2 separate regions of the Mus musculus genome follow, and region 2 is linked to region 1. The links are chromatin contacts, called in public Micro-C maps. All regions are on one chromosome and are shown on one strand. The core of a region is the stretch at or near the end of the contact, and the rest is flanking DNA. Distances in the headings are between cores, read along the strand shown.

Region 1 (2,700 bases), core at 155-2,654:
TTGGTATTTGTAGAATGTGTTCAGCATTATTCTTGGCACAGAGCATGGTCTTAATTCAAGCCTGATAGTACCAGTAGGTAGCACCCACACCTATTCAAAGAAAAAAACTGCAAGCTCTTCAAAGTCAGTCTGATGAGCAGAAACCTCAATATTTATAAGTCAATTGACTTCCTTTTATTGAAGCAGAGGGTCTGTGTTTGCCTTCTGTTTATTGGGAATGGTTATTTACTCTAGTGTATACATAAGCTTTATCTCTATTTTCATATTGCCAGAAGTCCTGTGATCCTCCTTTCAAGATGTCAGTAACAGAGAAAATTATACATGAAAATCTCCCTGTCAAAATTATTTGCAATACAAATTAATTTGTTCATTTACTTATGTAGCACTTATTATGTGGCTGAAGATACATGAATAAAATATAGTACTTCTCCCTTCCAGGCATAAAACAGAGAGCTTATTCTTTCATGTGCAAAGAACTTTTACAAATCAGTAAGTGAAAGTCAACAAAAAATTTAATCACAGATATGAAAAAGATAGTTATTACACACGTATGTATGCAAACACACAAAGGTGATCAACAATTTAAAATGGTCTCTCCATATCAGAGACATGCAAATCAAATTCCTATGACGCCATCTAGCTCGGCTCAATGACACTGTTGCTATGTTAGGATCAGATGTTAGGTGAAGAAGATATTCATTCCAAGGAGACCACAATAGTACAATTACTAAGATCAAAGCCACCCAACTTTTAAACTTATCATCTATAGATAATAAGGGAAAAAATGAGAAAACTAGAGAGGTCTTCGGGAAGGTGTTCTGAAGAACTGCTTTGGAAGTTCCTCTTCTGTGGGAACCCTGAGGAGATCCCATGATGCCACCCTGATTCTGGAAGAGTTTCAACCAGAGCACTGAATGGGACCCCGCTTCATAGTTAGGGGATATAGTAGTTTCAACTAGAATGACCTCCATATGCTTATATCTGACTATTTAGTACCCAATTGGTAGAACTGTTTAAGAGCAATTTGGAAGTATGGTCGTGCTGGAGAAGGTGTGCCACTGGGACGGGCTTTGACATTTCAAAAGATTCATGCCATTCCAATTTCTTTGCCCCCACACCCTTGCGTCATGATTATGGATCAAGATGTGAGCTCTCAGGTATTCCTTCATTCTGGCATCATGAATTCCAGTCCTCTGAAACAGCAAACCCCAAGTTAAGCACACTCTTTTATAAGTTGCCTTGGTCGTGGAGTTTGATCATAGTAGTCCAAAGGTAGCTAAGGCAGGAACTGTGCACAGCCTGCACCCAACTCCGGCATGAAAGGCAGCCTTTCTTGTCTGTTCATCTAGCACCTATTTTCAAAGTGCTTGTTCTGCACGTCACCACTGGGCACAGAGCCCAGCAATGAACAAGGTCTGACAGGATGTCACCATGTAGAGCCCATGAATGCATTAGTGTCGAGGCTGTCTGTTTACCTATTCACCTTCTTTGTGTTGATCATTCATGAAGATTAGATTTATGGGGCGTTTCAGGTGGACCATTAAACATCTACCCAGGTGCTCAATATAATAATGGTTCTCCCTCTGGAGAGATCATATTTTGAAATAATCTGCAAAGAAGAGAAACTCCTATCTGTTGGGCTTGATTTTGTTGTTTCCTCAAGTGAAGTACCTACAATGCATGTGTTTCTTCAAGTCTTGTTTACCAGATTGCCTCCCCTACAAATATGAAAGTGCATGAATGTTGATGGATAGTATTTGTGAAAAGGGAGAGAATCTTCAATAGCACACTAGCATTTAGTGTGCTTGTCTGGAACCTAGCTTTCTCCAGAAATCTACCTGAAAGCCACCCTACTCCCCACAGTTGGGAACTTAGAATGCTAAGGTGAAAAAAAAAATCCAGCTGTACAGAGCTGAACATGGTTCTGTTTCTTTCATTGTTCCCAAAATAGCCCTCAAGTTTTGGTGTAGATGACAGGAAGGAGCAGATGGTTCGACTGAGCCTTGGAGGAAGCCACCACCTGTCTTCTTCTCAGGGTCCTGTGAATATTTTGCTTTGCCTTGTGCTCTTAGGGATCAGCACTAGCCAGGTCTCTTCTTTTTACACTAATTTTTGAGCTTCCCCTTAAGCCTAGCCTGGCTTCACTTCAGAGGTGTACTGTGAGAGCTGAGCATCTCTGGGAGAATAGAGCCCAGCTTGTGACATTTACCATTGACCCTGGTGTCGGTCCTCCCGCTGGGATGGATTTTAAACAGCAGATTCTCAGAGTGATGTAAACGCTGGGCTCCCTAGGCATTACTGCAAGTCCACTTTCCTATTTTCTCTCTCCTCCTTTCTAGACCTCTGCTGAGGTGACCCCTGAACCACATGTTCTGCTTCTTTTGTTCAGAAAAAAAGCATCTGCTGCTGCTGTTTTGGGTTGTGCGTGGCTGACCCGGTTTTCTTTACGCTGCTCCTGCAGCACCTAGCATCCATCGCCCACCCCCACCCCTTCCCTTGGTTCTCTTCAGACACCTGTGACCTTGGCCCCATTTCTTCTTTTCTTTGACTGCCCATCTTTCAAGCTGCAAGGAGATTGTATTGTTCATTTTAGCACACTAGCTGTAGCTATTTTATTAATTTCTCTGTTGTGCTGGACCCCTAAGGAGGTAGGCTTGTGTCTGGTGCCCCGTCCTATTCTGTCAGACAGTCACAGTAGAT
Region 2 (2,846 bases), core at 118-2,617, 39 kb after region 1:
GAAAGCCATATTGAGTGCATTTGCTTTAAGATCATTATCTTGACATACTCTTAACACATCTTAGCATATGGATTACGTGATTATCTGAGAACCCACTACTTTGAAGGGAGGTTTTTCTGTAGAATTAGAGAAAGAATGCACATTGCAGTTTGAACCACAGCCTAACATGCATGGCCGACTCGTCGCTGACTCTGGTTTACTTTAGATGACACCGTTATTGCTTCTAACACTCAAAGGACTTCATTTCTCTAGGAGCTGCTCTTGCAAGCAGTGAAGATGGCTTTAATAGTTCTAACACCTTACACAGTGTTTGATTTAAAATTTAATTTTCTGAAGTCTAAATGGTAGGAACATTGTGTCTCCTCAGACAGCTATTATTGATGCCCCTTACAGTAAAAAACATCTTTCCTATGAAATCAGCTGGAACATTGACACTGAACCATCAACACATGTGAGTAAATCTGATTCAAACAACCCACCTAGTTAGGATAAACAAAAATAAATTTGCTTCAATCAACCTCTTCAGCAAGTAACATATCAGCTTTTCCAACCAACGCATAAAAATTACAATCACAGTCCATACCGATCTATATATTTTCTTCCCTGGATTCAAAGTTATCATTTCTCTGTGATTCCTAGTAACATGAACCTTTCCCACAAAGTGATAGTTCATCTTTGAAAAGGGGAAAATGTCAATGTTCAAAATTATTCTAAGCTGCTTTCTCAAGACTAAAATTAGCACATAATAACATAAGCCCTTCTGGAATATACCAGTTCATAAAATAATTAATAATTAATTCAGAGTTCCCTTAAGGTGAATATCAAAGAAAGAAAACAAATCTAAATTTTTTGCCTCTGTGACTCATATGATTGATGACATTTGAATCCTTTTAAACTGTCTGTTAAGATTATTAAGCATATAAAATTATATTTTTGGTTCTATATCTGACTCTTGGGAGAAAAAGAACACATTAGAGAAAGAATCAAAACATAAGGTTTGGTTAACTTTACATTAATCGGCATGTTGACGTTAAAATTCTCAACTTTTCTGCTCTCCTTGCATACAGTTTTACTCAGTAACATTATAGTTAATGCATATTCTCTGACAAGTCCTGTAAATCACAGAGCCCCTCATTTCGGCACACACGTATAGAGTATCCTTGCCTAAAAAGCAGCAGGTTGTCCGGTTATTCTATCAATATAAGCTTGCCAACGGTCTTTTTCCTCTCATCTGGGAAAACAGGGAGGGACACTCAAATGAGAACTTTCCAGTAAATAGAAGAGAAAGCAGTCTTACCTCTGTCTTATATTATGTGGAAGGCTCCAAGCATGCTCCTCTCTGCCGCTGAGTGAGGGCTCGGGCCGTTTCAGCACCGGACAGCTCCTCGGCTTATAGAGAGCCTGGGCGCCTGACTCCGCATTCCACGCTGACGTCACCGGCTCAGCCTCAAACCCCAGCGCAGGCGAGCTTTTTCAAAGAATCCGAGAGAAAACAATCACTTTAGATATTTTTTTAAAGCGTTGCATGCTTACGCCACCTGTCTTATGTAGCAAAAACTACAGCTTCTTCCCCCTTCTTTTATCTCTGAGGCTCGAAATAAAATGTTCAGCACAAATTCCCTTAGAAAGGAAGAAATCTGTCAGATAGACATGACTAATTGCAAGGACATCTCTGCGTTTTCACGCCTTGTTTAGAAAGGTTTCTTGGGCTTGCTGCCATGTCATAAGAATTTTACAGATAATGACTATCTTTTTATTTGTGCCTATAAAGAAATACGTTCTCATTTCCTGGTGCAGCCACAATTGAACAGAACATTGCAAATATGATAGATCGTATTTCATATCATGACTCCAGGCAGAACTGTTTTAAAACTGTTTAGTTTGAGCAAAAAAGGTGAGATGCTTAATTTTTTTTTTAATGAGAATCAACTCCAATTCTTTCAGCACAGTGTTCAAAATGAGAGTTCACAGACGCTCAAGTTGTTGATACTTCTATATGAGGCCATTCAAATCTTCAGCAAAATCAGGTGTTGCAAGAGATAGCTAAGAAACTGTGCTCCAAAAAACATACTGCCTACCAGGAAGGGAGGGATTACTGCTAGAAGAGAGAGAGTGGGGGTGGAAGGGGGAGAGAGAGGGAGAGAGATTGAGAGATTTTCATATGCCTAGAGCCCTCTTGGCATCAAGAGAACATAGTACCACAGAAATACTTCTAGGTTTTGGTTGAGTAAGTTGAGGTGACTAACTTCAATGAATGAGAACCATCCAAGGAACAATGTCAGAGTTAACCCACCGCTTCTTGGATTTATAATTCATAACCATGGCTGTACTTTGCCGTGGAACTTGATTAGGTACCTTAATAATTTATACAGGTCTAAATTTTTAACTTTATTTTATTAAAGATGTGAGTCCTCTAACCCTGTATATACTGAAATATATTTCTGAGAACTGAGAGAATCTTGTTGTATGAGGTCCTCTAAAAGTCTCTGCTGACTGAACAATCACATTCCAATTTTATCTACCCACCAACTGAGTTATGATGCTTATGAGGTGCCAGATAGTTTGTGAACTACTGGGAAAAGAAAAAAATGAATATAGTTTTCTGGCTTTAAGAAGGCTTTAATCAATGGGGATGAAAGATAGATTATTTTAATATACATTGGAAAGCACTAAAGAGAAGGCTATTCAGAAGGCTTTGAAAGTTTTGTGGCATTTGCAAAACTCAAGAAGAAGGAAGAAGAAGGAAGTGTGGATACTTTGCTCCTTCTTAGAATGGGAAACAAAGTACCCATGGAAGGAGTTACAGAGACAAAGTTTGGAGCTAAGACGGAAGGAAAGACCATCCA

What was found. Hi-C and Micro-C count contacts between places; a contact is called where the count stands out from the background.
Region 2: a contact with region 1 is called in a Micro-C map of the AtT-20 cell line, with 2.4 times the contacts expected there. The contact joins the promoter of Scg2 here to the enhancer-like site in region 1. A contact is called at or near these places in 2 of 484 Hi-C or Micro-C datasets (the AtT-20 cell line and nephron progenitors), 1 of 115 datasets of contacts at active chromatin or transcription factors (embryonic stem cells) and 2 of 9 other capture datasets (adipose tissue and liver).

What each region holds. Positions count from the first base shown.
Region 1 is chr1:79,399,142-79,401,841 of GRCm38.p6, forward strand. No RefSeq gene overlaps it. Among named protein-coding and RNA genes, the nearest start is that of Scg2, 40 kb to the right of the region's middle. Within about 2 kb of position 1,405, at least 10 of the 459 cell types and tissues checked have an H3K27ac peak or open chromatin away from gene starts, as enhancers often do. A contact at or near this core is called in the AtT-20 cell line, where this site is marked.
Region 2 is chr1:79,438,659-79,441,504 of GRCm38.p6, forward strand. It overlaps Scg2 (secretogranin II), which reads right to left and starts at 1,368. Exons shown (of 2, transcript NM_009129.3): 1 at 1,298-1,368.